Linked DNA regions of Mus musculus: all the other regions are linked to region 3. The links are chromatin contacts, called in public HiChIP or PLAC-seq maps. All regions are on one chromosome and are shown on one strand. The core of a region is the stretch at or near the end of the contact, and the rest is flanking DNA. Distances in the headings are between cores, read along the strand shown. Region 1 has its middle 10 kb from the start of Cd300a. Region 2 has its middle 11 kb from the start of Cd300e. Region 3 holds the start of Cd300c2 (CD300C molecule 2).

Evidence for each region. HiChIP or PLAC-seq counts read pairs in DNA pulled down with a chosen protein or histone mark.
Region 1: an H3K27ac HiChIP or PLAC-seq map of microglia shows a contact between it and region 3, with 4 times the contacts expected there. The contact joins the enhancer-like site here to the promoter of Cd300c2 in region 3. A contact is called at or near these places in 2 of 39 promoter capture datasets (macrophages and neutrophils), 4 of 115 datasets of contacts at active chromatin or transcription factors (bone marrow-derived macrophages, embryonic stem cells and microglia) and 2 of 9 other capture datasets (macrophages and pancreatic islet).
Region 2: a contact with region 3 is called in an H3K4me3 HiChIP or PLAC-seq map of bone marrow-derived macrophages, with 2.7 times the contacts expected there. The contact joins the enhancer-like site here to the promoter of Cd300c2 in region 3. A contact is called at or near these places in 4 of 39 promoter capture datasets (the C10 cell line, embryonic stem cells, macrophages and 1 more), 1 of 484 Hi-C or Micro-C datasets (bone marrow-derived macrophages), 3 of 115 datasets of contacts at active chromatin or transcription factors (bone marrow-derived macrophages, embryonic stem cells and neural progenitor cells) and 3 of 9 other capture datasets (adipose tissue, liver and macrophages).

Annotation. Positions count from the first base shown.
Region 1 is chr11:114,877,753-114,882,071 of GRCm38.p6, reverse strand. No RefSeq gene overlaps it. Among named protein-coding and RNA genes, the nearest start is that of Cd300a, 10 kb to the left of the region's middle. Within about 2 kb of position 2,236, at least 58 of the 459 cell types and tissues checked have an H3K27ac peak or open chromatin away from gene starts, as enhancers often do. A contact at or near this core is called in bone marrow-derived macrophages and microglia, where this site is marked.
Region 2 is chr11:115,070,650-115,075,390 of GRCm38.p6, reverse strand. No RefSeq gene overlaps it. Among named protein-coding and RNA genes, the nearest start is that of Cd300e, 11 kb to the right of the region's middle. Within about 2 kb of position 3,205, at least 139 of the 459 cell types and tissues checked have an H3K27ac peak or open chromatin away from gene starts, as enhancers often do. A contact at or near this core is called in adipose tissue, bone marrow-derived macrophages, macrophages and 2 more, where this site is marked.
Region 3 is chr11:114,999,031-115,003,481 of GRCm38.p6, reverse strand. It overlaps Cd300c2 (CD300C molecule 2), which reads left to right and starts at 1,602. Exons shown (of 4, transcript NM_134158.1): 1 at 1,602-1,995; 2 at 2,497-2,853. The coding sequence starts at 1,935.

The DNA.
Region 1 (4,319 bases), core at 987-3,486, 120 kb after region 3:
GCTCCTTTTAGATCACCACCAACCAACCAAAGCACGAAGCCACCAAAGCCCAACTTGGAGATGCTGAAAGGTCGCTTATAGGAGCCTCTGTGATCCCAAAACAGTCACATCACTGGAAAGGATCTTAGAGGACTTTCCCATGGCTGCATAGATGGAGCCCCTACCCCTTGCCTGCACACTCTAGCTCCTCCAGAGACCACCAGGCCATATGCAGTTAGGGAAGAATTAAACCCAAATGGCTGGAAATGAAGGCCAATGAACCTAAACCTACACACACACACACACACACACACACACATATTTCTATGAGGAAATATCAGCCATTAATAGCTCAATGTTTTTAAATCTTATTTTATTCACTTATTTTATTTTTATTTTTAAGACAGTGTCTCATATGTAGCCCTGGCCAGCCTGAAACTCACCATGTAGATTGGGTTTGCCCTAAACTCAGAGAAATCTACCTGGCTCTGCCATCCAAGTTCTGGGAGTAAAAGTATTCTCCAGCACATCGGGCTAACAGCCTCCTCTTGAGAGTCTCTTACAATAGGCCCAGCTGCTGTGAAGACTGCTGCTGCTATATGCAGAAGATCACATGGTTCAGCACCACCCCAGATATGGACCTAAAGATTCAGGGAGGAGGAAGAGAATGAACAGGAACTGGGCCTAAACATAATGAGGCTGGGGTAGATCAGATGGCTAAACCCAGAAACCGACAAGTAACACCATGAGCATTACCTGGGAAGATTTATCTGTTCCCATGTGATTCCCAAGGGAGCCAGGGTCCAGTGACTACAATTCAGGACATCGCCACTGGCTGTAGAGTCTGTAGAGTCCACAGCTCGAAAGAGAAAAAACAAAAAGACAAGAACAAAAAAAGAAAAGAGATTTCTGCCAGATGTGGGACAGCAGGTCTTTAATCCTACCCAGGGGGAGGCAGAGGCAGAGGCAGAGGCAGAGGCAGAGGCAGAGGCAGAGGCAGAGGCAGAGGCAGAGGCAGAGGCAGAGGAAGGTGGATCTCATGAGTTTGAGGGCAGCCTGATCTATCTATTGAGAGCTGCAATGTGTGAGACCCTGTCTCAAAAAGGGGGTGGGGAACAGAGAGAGGGGAGGGGAAGAGGAAGGGGAAATGAGAGGGGAAGAGAAGGGGAGAGGAGGGGAGGGGAAGGGGAGAAGAAGGGGAAGGGAAGGAAAGGGGCTTTTCTTGGGCCCTAGGTGAGACCCCAGAAAGCCACAAGCAGTCCTTGTCGCCATCTGCTGGTCAACTCTGAGAAAGCAGAAACTTTTGTATAGGAACTGCAGTTGTATCCAGGGGTACAGCATTGATGACCCCAGCATCCTCCACTCCCACCTCCTGCCTGACCCCAGGAGCATCAAACACTGGAAAGAGGACCTGAGACCTCCTAAGGGGCAGTTAAGAAAGACTATGTGAGAAGAGTCTTCCAGCCCAGCCAGAAGGGAGCTGGAACACTGAGGTCTCTCTGAATGACACTGAGAGACACTTGGAGTCTCTCAGGTCCCTGCCTAGCAACCAGTGAAACCAAGGCTATTTGGGTCCCCAACAGGACCAGTATCTCTGTGACCCACCTAATGCTAGCTAGCTAGCTTCAGCCTTCTGGGGCAAGCAAAGCATTGGGCTGTCTTGCCTGCTGGACTGCTTTGGAAGAAGGGAGGGGCTGGGCTGCAGGTGCAGCACAGAGGGACACCTGCTCAACTGCCTGGAGGCCTGAGAAGGCAAATGAAGGAAGTGGACCACACTGCCCTGCCCCCTGGGCAAGACTTGATTTGGCCTTTCCCTATAAACTGGGTTCTGGGTCCAATACCTAACATCCTAAGGCTCCCAGCTTACAGGAATACTCACTCCTTAAGAATGTGTTTGGGGGACTGGAGAAATGGCTCAGCAGTTAGGAGCAGTAGCTACTCTTCCAAAGTACCTGGGTTCAATTCCCAACACCTACATGGCAGCTCACAACTGTCTGTAACTCTGTCTAGGGGATCCAACACCCCCCGCACAGATATATGTACACACAGGCAAAACACTAGTGCACATAAAATAAATCTAAAAAAGAGAGTGGGGGAGAATATGTGTTTGACTGCAGGGTAAGGGGGGGGGGGGCAAGGAGTCAACTTTAAATGCTGCTAAGGTTCCCCACTTTCAGAATGGAGAAGTGGCCCAGCTGGGCAGGGCTCTGTTGGGCAAAGCAGAACTCTACTTCCCAGTCTCACTGACCACACTGGCAAAAACCCAAATCCAGATTCACTTTCGAATCCTTTGGGGAGCTCTTAAAAAGTATCTGTGCCCAGGACTGGAGAGATGGCTCAGAGTTAAGTTGTTCTTACAGAGGTCCTGAATTCAATCCCCAGCAACCACATGGTGGCTCACAACTATCTGTAACGGGATCTGATTCCCTCTTCTGATGTGTGTGACACAGAGCATTCATGTACATAAGATAAATATATAATTTTTTTTTTAAATCTGTACCCAACCAGGTACAGGGTGGTAATTCCAGCAGCACTCAGAAGGCTGAGACAGGAGAGTCATGAGTTCAAGACCAGCTGGGGCTGCCTAGTACAAGTTCTAGGCCAACATGGGCTCCAAGAAATAAAACAAAACAACAAAAATAAGCGTCTAGCATTTTCCCAGGCATATGGTGCACACATATAATCCTAGCATATGGAAGTTAAAGCTAGGAAGATCAAGAGTTCAAGGCTATCCTCTGCTACATAGCAAGTGTGCAACCAGCCTGGGCTACATGAGACCCTGTCTCAGAAACAACCATAAGGGTATTTTTACCTTGGATTCCTTTGCATTCTTGGAAATTATTTTTTCCTTTTTTCTGAACAAGTGTTTATACTGGTGTGTGTGTGTGTGTGTGTGTGTGTGTGTGTGTGTGTGTGTGTGAGAGAGAGAGAGAGAGAGAGAGAGAGAGAGAGAGAGGAGGAGGAGGAGGAGGAGGAGGAGGAGGAGGAGGAGGAGGAGGAGGAGGAGGAGAGATGAGGAAAGTAAGCCACTTACACTTGGGCCAATCCCTACACAAATCACCTTAAGAACTGCTCCTGGAGGCTCTGACCTAATGGTTGTTCATGCCTAGGGACGGGGCCTGTGGCGTGGGGGCGGGGTGGGCGGGGCCTGTGGAGAGTAAGGGGGGTTTCAAATGGGACTCCTCGAACTCAGTTGTTAGTTCTAAGGCAGGGATCCCTCTCACTACCAGATCACCAAAATTCTCTCCACAGAAGGCAGGGGTCCCTAGAGGGAGGGTTTCACATGACAAAAATGTCTGAGCTTGTGGAACCTGGTGTACCAGCTACACCTTAGAACTACCGACAGGGCCAAGAGGCTAGTTCTAAAAATGGATAAACCAAAAAATAAATGAAAAGGGATAGAAGGCTTAGCCTAGGCTTTTGGGGTTTGTTTGACATGGTCTCACTATGTATTCCTGCCTAGTCTGCAATTTAATTTGTAGACCAGGCTGGTCTCACACTCACATAATTGCACCTGACTTTGCCTCCTGAGCGCTGGGATTAAAGATCTGCACCACCACACCCAGCATAGCCTAGGATTTTTAATCCCACCTGGTTTTGAATAAGCTGTGTGACCTTGGCTGAGTCTCTAACCTTGCTGAACCTTAGCTTTTCCTTCTACAGTAATGAGGCTCTGTCTATAGTAACCATAGTCCAGAAGGGTTTCTGGTTATTGCTATCTCTATTGCCTTTTTTATTTATAATTATTTAGTACGTGTGGTATGTACAGGTATGTATGGTCATGTGCATGTGTATGCAGGTGCATGTGCGTGTGCATGTGTGTGTGTGTGTGTGTCTTAGTGGGCTTTGCCATCTGTAATCTCAGGATTTTCCACCTGTCCACTTTGTTCGCTAAAATCACAATTCTGAGACTTGTTAAATATTTACAAATACCTAGACCAAAGCTGTACATGCTCTCTAACTAGCTCCTAACTGAATAACCCACTTATCCCATTCTATGTAAAGCACATGCCCAGTTAGTTACCTCTGCTCAGGTTCCACGCGTCTGTCCTCCTTAGGGTTGCCCGGGGCAAATCCTCCCACAAGCTTCTATTCCAGAACCCTTTCTTCCGACCGGAACTTCCACCTCCTATTTCCTGCCTCAGCTATAGGCCAATCGGCTCTTTATTGACAGGTGATCGCTTTTTCACATTGCATAAGATATCATCTCTCTGTATTTGTTTGCTTGCTTGCTTGCTTGCTTGCTTGCTTGCTTGCTTGTTTGAGACAGGGTTTCTCTGTGTAGCCTTGGCTGTCCTGGAACTCGCTCTGTAGGCTAGGTTGGCCTCGAACTCACAGAG
Region 2 (4,741 bases), core at 1,956-4,455, 70 kb before region 3:
TGCACTTTGTGGTTGTGTGGAATGGCTGTTTGGCTCAAAACAAATTCTTGGGCCTGAAAACAGATCTCAGTGGGCATTGCCTCTCTCAGAGCTAGTGGGGTCCTGTGGCATGGAGGTGGGGGATCTGAATAGGAGGAGTCCCTAGGTCTGTGGATATGACTTCCTTTGTTGACCAATGGACTACTTACAGTCTCATGTTCTCTCTGCTTTGTGGACCACAGGGAAGGACCACAGGGAAGGAGGTGGTAGAGAGAACGGGAAAGGGGAGATGGCTCAGTGCATCAAACGCTTGCCTTGCCTTGTAAGGATTGGATTTTGAATCCCCCAGCACCCATGTGGAACTAGGGTGGGCATAGCAGCCCACCTGTAATCCCAGAACCGGGGAGGTGGAGGCAGGGGGATTCCCCAGGACAAGCTGGCTAAGTATTAGACCGGCCAAATCACCAATCTTCGAGTTCATGGAGAGACCTTTAATTTCCTTTTTTATTGCAGCAATAAAACACCAGGACTAAAGCAACGTAGGGGAGAAAGGATTCATTTTCTCAAAAAAACCCTAGGTCTGCCATGGCAAGAGAGTCACAGCAGCAGGTACTCGAGGGAGTTGGCCACATCACATCCATAATCAGCGAGAGATTCATGAATAAGTGCTCCACTCACTTTCTTCCCTCTTCTATAGTCACTTGCCTAGGGAATGGCACCGCACATAGTGGACAAGCCTTCCCACCTTGATGGACACAATCAAGGTAACCTCCAGCAGATACGGACACAGGCCAACCTGATCTAGACAGTCTCATAGACTCTAGACTATGTCGTTGACAACACCGACCCTCCCAACTTGTCTCTGTAAATAAAGTGCAGAGGGACTAAGGAAGACGCCCAGTGTCGCCCTCTGGCTTCCACATGCGTCTCCTAGATCTATATATGTATAACGCATGTGCAAATACCACAGGCATATGTACATGCAATAAATAGATTGTATGGAGTGGAGGAAGCCTGGAGTGAAGTCCTGAGTGAATGTGTTGGTATGGGCATGTGCCATGCCAGGGATATGGCTGCAAAGATCCATGGGACATTGGCAAAGTCATTCCCATATAGGCCAGGCTCAACATGGGTAAAACCTTCCTCTGTGATTATAGATGATTGATCAGCGTGGATAAAAAACTAGCAACTGCAGCTTCCTTCTCCTCTCAGATGTTTACAGCCTGAGACTGCACCCCAACAGAGACCTCCTGGCAAGACTAGTTCCCCTGTGTTGTGCATAACAAACAACGCTGAAGTTCTGAGTTCCAACAGAAGGATGGGCCACTCCACCAGAGCGAACACACCCCAACATGACTGCAGGCTTTCTGAATGTGTGTCTGTCTGTGTATCTTTATGTCTGTGTGTCTGTGCATCTGTGTGTCTGTCCTCTCTGCATTCCCTCTCCAGCCCCAGCCAGAGTTCCAGGAATCAGACCAAGAGTGTCCTGGTAACAGAATAGAATGTGACCTTGGGTCAGAGAAGAGTGAATCTTGAAATAAGACTTAGCTGCTGTTAGTAGGAACTGTTTCTTGCGTTTGCGTATTTGTGCACACGAGCATTTGGTATGATTTGATCAACTAGAGGGAGGGCTGCACGCAAAGGCCTTCGCATCCCCGTTCTACAGTGGAAAAAAAGCAGTTTCCTGTCCCTACCTCACCTCTCACCCACCTGCTCACCCTGACGCTGTATTTACCAGGGCCTCCACTGAGATGGCATTTGAATAGATCCCTGAAGGTTTCATACCAGCAGATCCCAGGGTCTTTTTGCATATCTCCTTGGGTGCCCTCCCTCAGTCAGACTCTAGACTCATTGGCTCCGGTGGTTCTAGTGCCTGGTTCCCATCTTGGTTTGGTCACGTCCCCTTGCCTTACCGTGTGTCTCATGTTCAGTCTACATTTTCTTTCCCCCAGGGTTTTGCCCCTTTCTCCCTTTTCTTCCCCTATGCTCACTGGCTGCTTTCAGCCACTCTCAGGATTCTCAGCCCCTCTGCCCCTCCCCATGCTCGGGACCAGCTACTGCTTTTAGTCTCCGGTATCCCCCAGTTGCAAGGCTCTCCTGGGATAATAGTCAAACCACTTTCAGGTCTTCCTGGCATTTCATGCTCTTTTGAATTGAGACTCGGGAAGGGACGCCTTTCTCAGAGACACAGAAATCTGGGTCAAGTCAGTGGTTGTATTTTTATCCCTTAGGGAAAGCTGTGTGGAGGGAGCCACAAGACACAAGTAAGAGAGGCCTGGGTGGGGCTCTTTGGCTTGGTCCCCATGGTCCCCAAGCCTCAGCAGGATCCTTGGATGGTTTTTGATGAAGGTTTTCATGGTTTTTGAATTCTTCTAAAGCGAATCCCTATTTCCTTATGTGTGTTCTAGGTGAGTTTATGGTAGCTGTAAACAAAACAGTCCTGGCCATGATGGCCTCTAAGGGAACAGAGGTCCCACCCAGGCTTTGTCTGAAGCCAGTGGATGAGGGTGCCAGGGACTAAGCAGGGGTCCTGGTAAAGCAGTATGCGCTCTTAACCCCTGAGCATCTCTCCAGCCTCGGCAAAGGGGAGACTTTCCTTTCCTTTCCCTTACCCTTTCCCTTCCCCTTCCCCTTCCCCCTTCCCCCTTCCCTGCCCTTCCTCCTTCCCCCTTCCCCTCCCTTCCCCCTTCCCTTCCCTTCCCTTCCCCCTTCCCTTCCCCTTCCCCTTCCCTTCCCTTCCCTTCCCTTCCCCCTTCCCTTCCCCTTCCCCTTCCCCTTCCCTTCCCTTCCCTTCCCTTCCCTTCCCTTCCCTTCCCTTCCCTTCCCTTCCCTTCCCTTCCCTTCCCTTCCCTCCCCTCCCCTCCCCTCCCCTCCCCTCCCCTCCCCTCCCCTCCCCCTCTCCCAATCCCTTTCCCTCTCCCCCTCCCTCTCCCCCTCCTCTCTCTCATTCCCCCCTTCTCTCCCCTCTTTGTTTTTTCTCTGTGTAGCCCTGGCTGTCCTGGAATTTACTCTGTAGGCCAGGCTGGTCTCACAGAGATTCCCTCCTGCCTCTCCCTCTTGAGTGTTGGGATTAAAAGTGTGTGCCACTGTGCTGGGTCATGTGCAGATTTTTAACTGCATGATTTATTTGTAACGTTTTAGCAGGCATCTTGACCTACAGCCTAGATATCCACTTGAGGGAATGGACTTCCTGGGGACTTGCGGTCACAGCTGGCCGCAGGCCTGGGACAGGAAGGTGCCTGTTGGCAGCAGCAGCTGGGGCACAGCCCTCTGGTCAGCGGAGTGAGGCATGGAGGCAGAAGCCGAGTTTGAGAAGCTGGACTCCTGTTAGTCATTTATGGAAGCTGCCCCTCCTTCCCTTTCTTCCTCTCCCCCGCTTCTCATCCAACTCTTTTTTTTTTTATTCTCCTGCTCTTCTCTCCCCCTCTCCCCATGCCCCTTTCCTGTCTCCGAGACAGGCCAAGCATAACTACAGCTAACCACCAGGAGGGAATCTAGAAAAAATAAAAGTGACATCACATTAGTGACCATCCAGCAGGAAGTGGCAGCCCATGGCTCGATGACACAGCTGGCCATAAAATAGAGAACAGACAGCATGCTCCACCCAGGGAAACTTTGCCAAAGATCCTTCCAGTGACTTATTCTGCCTCTACCAAGCGATGTTCGGAGTGAGCCTCCAGCTTCCTCAGGAGCCTTTTCACTGTTCATTCGTTTTTCTGAAACCCAGAAGCTATCACACAGCTGCCCCGCCCCCACCCGCCATCATTTGATACCCGAATATACTCAGATTCTCTCTTTCCTCACTTTCTCTCTCGAAACGGACAGTCTGTTTTCCATGTAGACGAGGAAACAGGACTTGGTACATCTACCTGGAATACGCTCAGTGAAGGGGGCTGACGGAGCACTAGCCACTGTGTCTGGCAGGGGCGGTGTCTGGTGATTGATTAAATGTGACTGATGGAGATCTCTCCCGGGGCTGAGAACACGAGTCTCTCGAGATAGCAGGGAAGGGGAAAGCTAGCAACCTTGTAAATAAGAATGCTCTAGAAGGCTTGTCTGCAGTCCTGGGGTGGATTCTGAAGCTTGCTGTCTCTGCCACAGCTTTCTGTCTGAACATCCATCATTTGCCCCGAGGGCCAGGCACTATTCTTCCTGCTGTGAGGAGGGGTTAGTGGGGGTTGTCAGTAGATAAAGCTCTATTGTGTGTCTAGTTTGCTCTCCTGTTGTGCTTCGATCTTTGTCCTGACCAGAACCAGTTAGAGGAAGAAAGGCTTAATTCTTCCTCCAGTTTCAGGTCACAGGCTCTCACCGAGGGTGGTCAAGGCAGGGACTGCAGCAGAAAGCAGAAACCATGGAAGGACTGTTGCTTGTGTGCTTAGCTGGCTGCTTACAGAGTTCAGGACCAACTGCCCAGGATGGGCTCTCTTGTATCCATCGACAATCTGACAACCCACTCCCCCTGCCCCCAAGACAGCCGCAGGCCAATCTGCTTTGACTTGTCCTCCTCCATGACTCTTAGTTGTGTCAAGTTGATAATAAAAACCAACCAGGAGGCAGAGGTAGGTGAATCTGTGAGTTTCAGGCTAGCCTGGTCTACATAGTGAGTTCCCGGCTATCCAGGGGTACACAGTGAGATCCTGTCTCAAAACAGGGATTCTCTTGTCTTTGCCTCCTTGACACTGGGATTCCAAGACTGTACCTACCACTCTGCCTGGTATTTCATGTGCCCATTGATCAAAGTCAGGCCTCATGTTCATGCAGC
Region 3 (4,451 bases), core at 353-2,852:
CTGTGGTGGTTTGATAAGAATGACCTCCCACCCCTACACCCCCCAACCCTGCTCATTTATTCGAATGCTTCGTCACCAGGGAGTGGACAGGGTTTGAAGGAGGAGGAGGTGTGGCTTTTGGGGAAGAAGTGCATTACTCTGGGTGGGCTTAGAGGTTTAAAAAGCTCACACGCATCTCTCATCTGTCATCTTTCTTCTCTCCCTTCTTTCTCACCTCTCTCTGCCTTTCTCTCTCTACCTGAAAATCAGCATGTCACTCTCTGCTATGTCTCCAGCTCCAGACCTGCCATGTTTGCCACCATGCTGACCATGATAACAATGGACTCAGCCTCTGAGACTGCTACACCAGCCCTGGCTAAATGCTTTCTCTTATACTAGCTGCTGTGGTCATGGTGTCTCCTCGCAGCAAGAGAACAGTGAGTAGACACAGATAGCAAGCATGACCATGTCTTAGAGTCCCATAATGAATGCACAAAGCACTTTCTGAGCTCTTGTTGATCTGATATTCTGTAGAGCATAAAGAAACAGTGGACATGGAAAAATGCAGGCAGATACCCTGATGGTCAGTCAGTGAGAGCCAAGAAAATGATACAGTGAGAGAACATCTGTATTCTGTGTTAGTAGGGAGAACATCTGCATTCTGTGTCAATGGGGATTGGAGTGAGTGACATAAGACTGGATACCCAGAGGAGAGTCTAAACCCAGGGAATCTTAAGGGCAAAAGGTCTCCCCCAAATGTCACCACAGCCTGCAGATATTGCTGTAGATCAGAGGGGTGTAGGTACCTCTATGGTCAGGCAGGTCACCAGGCTCTTGGATTCCGTCTTTTCCATCTTCTCCAACATGAAAGGGAAGGGGATGGCCAGCACTGGGAAACTGAGTCATCAGAAAGGAGTGATCTGAGGTCATTCTTTCATTCTACCACACAACACCTACTCGAAATCATGCCCATGTCTAGGTATGGGGCCCAGAGACTCAAGAAGACAGAGCTGCCATGCATGATGGCTCCCATCTAGGCCTGGCACTCAAGGGATGGGAGATTTCTCTGAGTTCAAGGTTAGCTTCAGCTAAATACTGCATTCAAGCCCAGGTTGGGCTGCAGTGTGAGATACTGTCTCAAATAATCAGGGCTGTGGATGCATCTTAGTCAGCAGAGAGCTTGTCTGGCATGCGTAGAGCCCTGGGTTCAGCATGGATGGGCTGTGGTGACAAACACCTTACACTGCTGGACTCAGGAGATGGAGGTAGGAGAATCAGTTCAAGGTCCTCCTTGGCTACATAGAGGCCATCCTGGGCTAGATATGCTGCCACAGACAAACAGCACCCCAAACAGAATAAGACGGAAGAAAAGAAAGCTGTGACCTACAGCTCTGTACTCTTTTGGAGGATACAGCACTCAGATAAACTCTCATTAAGGGATAGGGTCACAGCATGACCTTGATCAGTAGTGTAAACCTGGAAACAGTTCTAGGGACGCCATGGACAAATAGTGCCCTATAATCTGCATTTTGAAGGAGATGGTTCCTCTGTGGTCACAGAGCTAGAGCAACAGAAGGGAAGCTTTTCAATCCACTCAGGAAGTGTGTGTCGCAGAGGGTGGACAACCTGACCGGAAATGGAAATGCCCCTCCAGGGCTCTGGCAGGAGCAGGGAAGCCCTCGGGTAAGGGCTAGGTGACAGATGGCACCCTCAATCCACAGCAGTGGTTGTCCCCACTTATTCTGTGTGGTAGGAACCAAAGCCTCTAAGGCCTGGAGTATTAACAGAGCCCTTCCTGCTACTGTTCATCTGGAGCCTCACGTAAGAGCACGAGACCAGGAAGCAGAGGACAGAAAGGAGAACTAGGCAAGAGAACATTCTACTGTCTAGACTGAGACAGATCCTTCTCCACTCTTGGCCCTGATGTGGGCACAGGTGACAGCGGAGCTGAAGAAATGATTCCCAGAGTAATAAGATTGTGGCTGCCTTCAGCTCTGTTCCTCTCTCAGGTCCCAGGTGAGCATGAGCAGATGTGTAGGGTGTAAGCTTTGAAAGGAGAACTCCTGCTGTAAGTCTGACAGGAGGGGAGAGGGATGGGGAGGGGGAGAGGGAGAAGGGGGGGAAGGGGAGGGGGAGAGAGTGAGGGAGAGGCCAGCACAGGCAGAAGGGTCTAGAGAGAATCAGGAGGGTAGGGCTGGGGTTGGGTGGGGCCCAGGACCATCAGCATCTGCTCCCCAGGTACTGCCAGGTTTCTGTGCACAATACAGTCATGTCTACCACACCTGAGGCAGATTCAGGACAACTGGGAGGGTCACCTGTGACAGTCAGTGCCATAATCACATAATCTCTATTTATTTTATAATCTCTCTATGACCTCAGTCCTGACTCCTGCTCTGACAAAGCCTGTCTCCTTTCTCACTCTTTCCTAGAGACCAGAGGGTTTTTAAGAACTGACCAAAGGGAGGACTTACTCCCATCCAGCTGTCAGGGTGCAGAATTGAAGTTACTCTTTTCCAGGCTGTGTCCCACTGCATGGCCCCAGCACTATCACAGGCGCTGTTGGGGAATCGCTCAGTGTGTCATGTCAATACGAGGAGAAATTCAAGACTAAGGACAAATTCTGGTGCAGAGGGTCACTGAAGGTACTCTGTAAAGATATTGTCAAGACCAGCAGCTCAGAAGAAGTTAGGAATGGCCGAGTGACCATCAGGGACCATCCAGACAACCTCACCTTCACAGTGACCTATGAGAGCCTCACCCTGGAGGATGCAGACACCTACATGTGTGCGGTGGATATATCACTTTTTGATGGCTCCTTGGGGTTCGATAAGTACTTCAAGATTGAGTTGTCTGTGGTTCCAAGTGAGGACCCAGGTAAGTCCCCATAATGAGCATTGTAGCATCAAGACAGCTGAAAGTGGCAGGAATTTCTGGAGGAGGAATTCAGCTCAGAGCCTGGGAGTACATTATGTGTGATGAGGGGCAGATAGGGACAGAGCAACAGCCAGGGAGGCATCCTGGAGTAACTGCTTCTTGTAAGGGGGAAGGTGCTGGTCTGTCAGGGGACATGGGGAAGAGAGAGCAGAGTGTGGCCAGGGGACAGAGATCTGTATCCTGTGGGAGTGAACCATGGAAACCAGAGTTCATGGGTGTTCTGGGTGCTGAGCAGAGGTCAATAGGGGACAGATGGTGACAGTGCTTTGTTCAAAGAGAGCTTTCACTGGTGACATGCCAGCTTTGCAGTTAGCTGTCTCTGGCAGCCTATGACTGAGGCTGAAGGGGAGCAGACCTGGTGTGTGGTTTTGCCTCAGGAGGGTTGGGGTGGCAGCTCTGTCGTGTGTGCAAATGATCAGCTGATTTAGGAGGATCCCCCGACCTGATCCTTCCTTTGGTGCAAAATCAGCTCAAAACCAACCCATTGGCTGCTGATCAGGGTGGTGTATGCCTGAGATCTTAGCACTCAGGAGGTGGAGGCAGGAAGATCACAAGTTCAGGACAACCAGGGCTATAAACTCCCTATCAAGACCCTGTCTCAAAAAGTAAAAGAAAGAAAAGGAAGGAATGAAGGGAAGGAGGAAGGAAGGGGGAGGGGAGGGAGAAAGGGAGAGAAAAAAGAGGGAGGGAGGGAAGGAGGGAAGGAGGGAAGGGGGGAAGGAGGGAGGAAGACAAGAAGAAAAGGAAAAGGAGGAAAAAGGGGAAGGAGTAAAGTAGGAAGGGAGGGAAGGAGGGAGGGAGGAAGGAAGAGAAGGAGGAACAACAACAACAAAAAAAAAACCAGAGTGCACTCTCCCAGGTCTCTGGCCCTGACTCCATTCTCCATACATGAATGGTACCCCAGCTCATCATCTCCCCTCTCTCAAATGTGGCTCTGACCTGGGACAGAGTGCACACTTCCCTTCTGGGTACCAGCTTCATCACACAATTTGGAGCCTAGGGGCTTTTAGCATGGTGCTTTTCAGTGCCCTGAGGAACCCACTCACCTCCTCCAAGCTCCTCTGTGTCCCCTTTCCCAGGAACCATTTACTGCTGGAAGAAACTCAGAGAATCCCTCCAAGGTTCCCCTTCTGTGAACAGATGGTCAAGCAGGATGGAAGATAGGCTTTCAGTGTCTTTGCTCCCAAATATTCTCCATGTCTGCAGTTTTTTCTCCCCAAATGGAGCCTCCTCCATTCTTAGAAGCCAATCCAGTATATCTCTTTAAGGGATGGGTTGGTGAAGGGAGCTGAAGGAAGAGGCCAAACCTCACTCTTAAGTCCAATTTCTTCTTCTTCTCCTTCTCCTTCTCCTTCTCCTTCTCCTTCTCCTTCTCCTTCTCCTTCTCCTTCTCCTTCTCCTTCTCCTTCTCCTTCTCCTTCTCCTTCTCCTTCTCCTTCTCCTTCTCCTTCTCCTTCTCCTCCTCCTCCTCCTCCTCCTCCTCCTCCTCCTCCTCCTCCTCCTCTTTTTCCTCCTCCTCCTCCTCTTCTTCCTCTTCC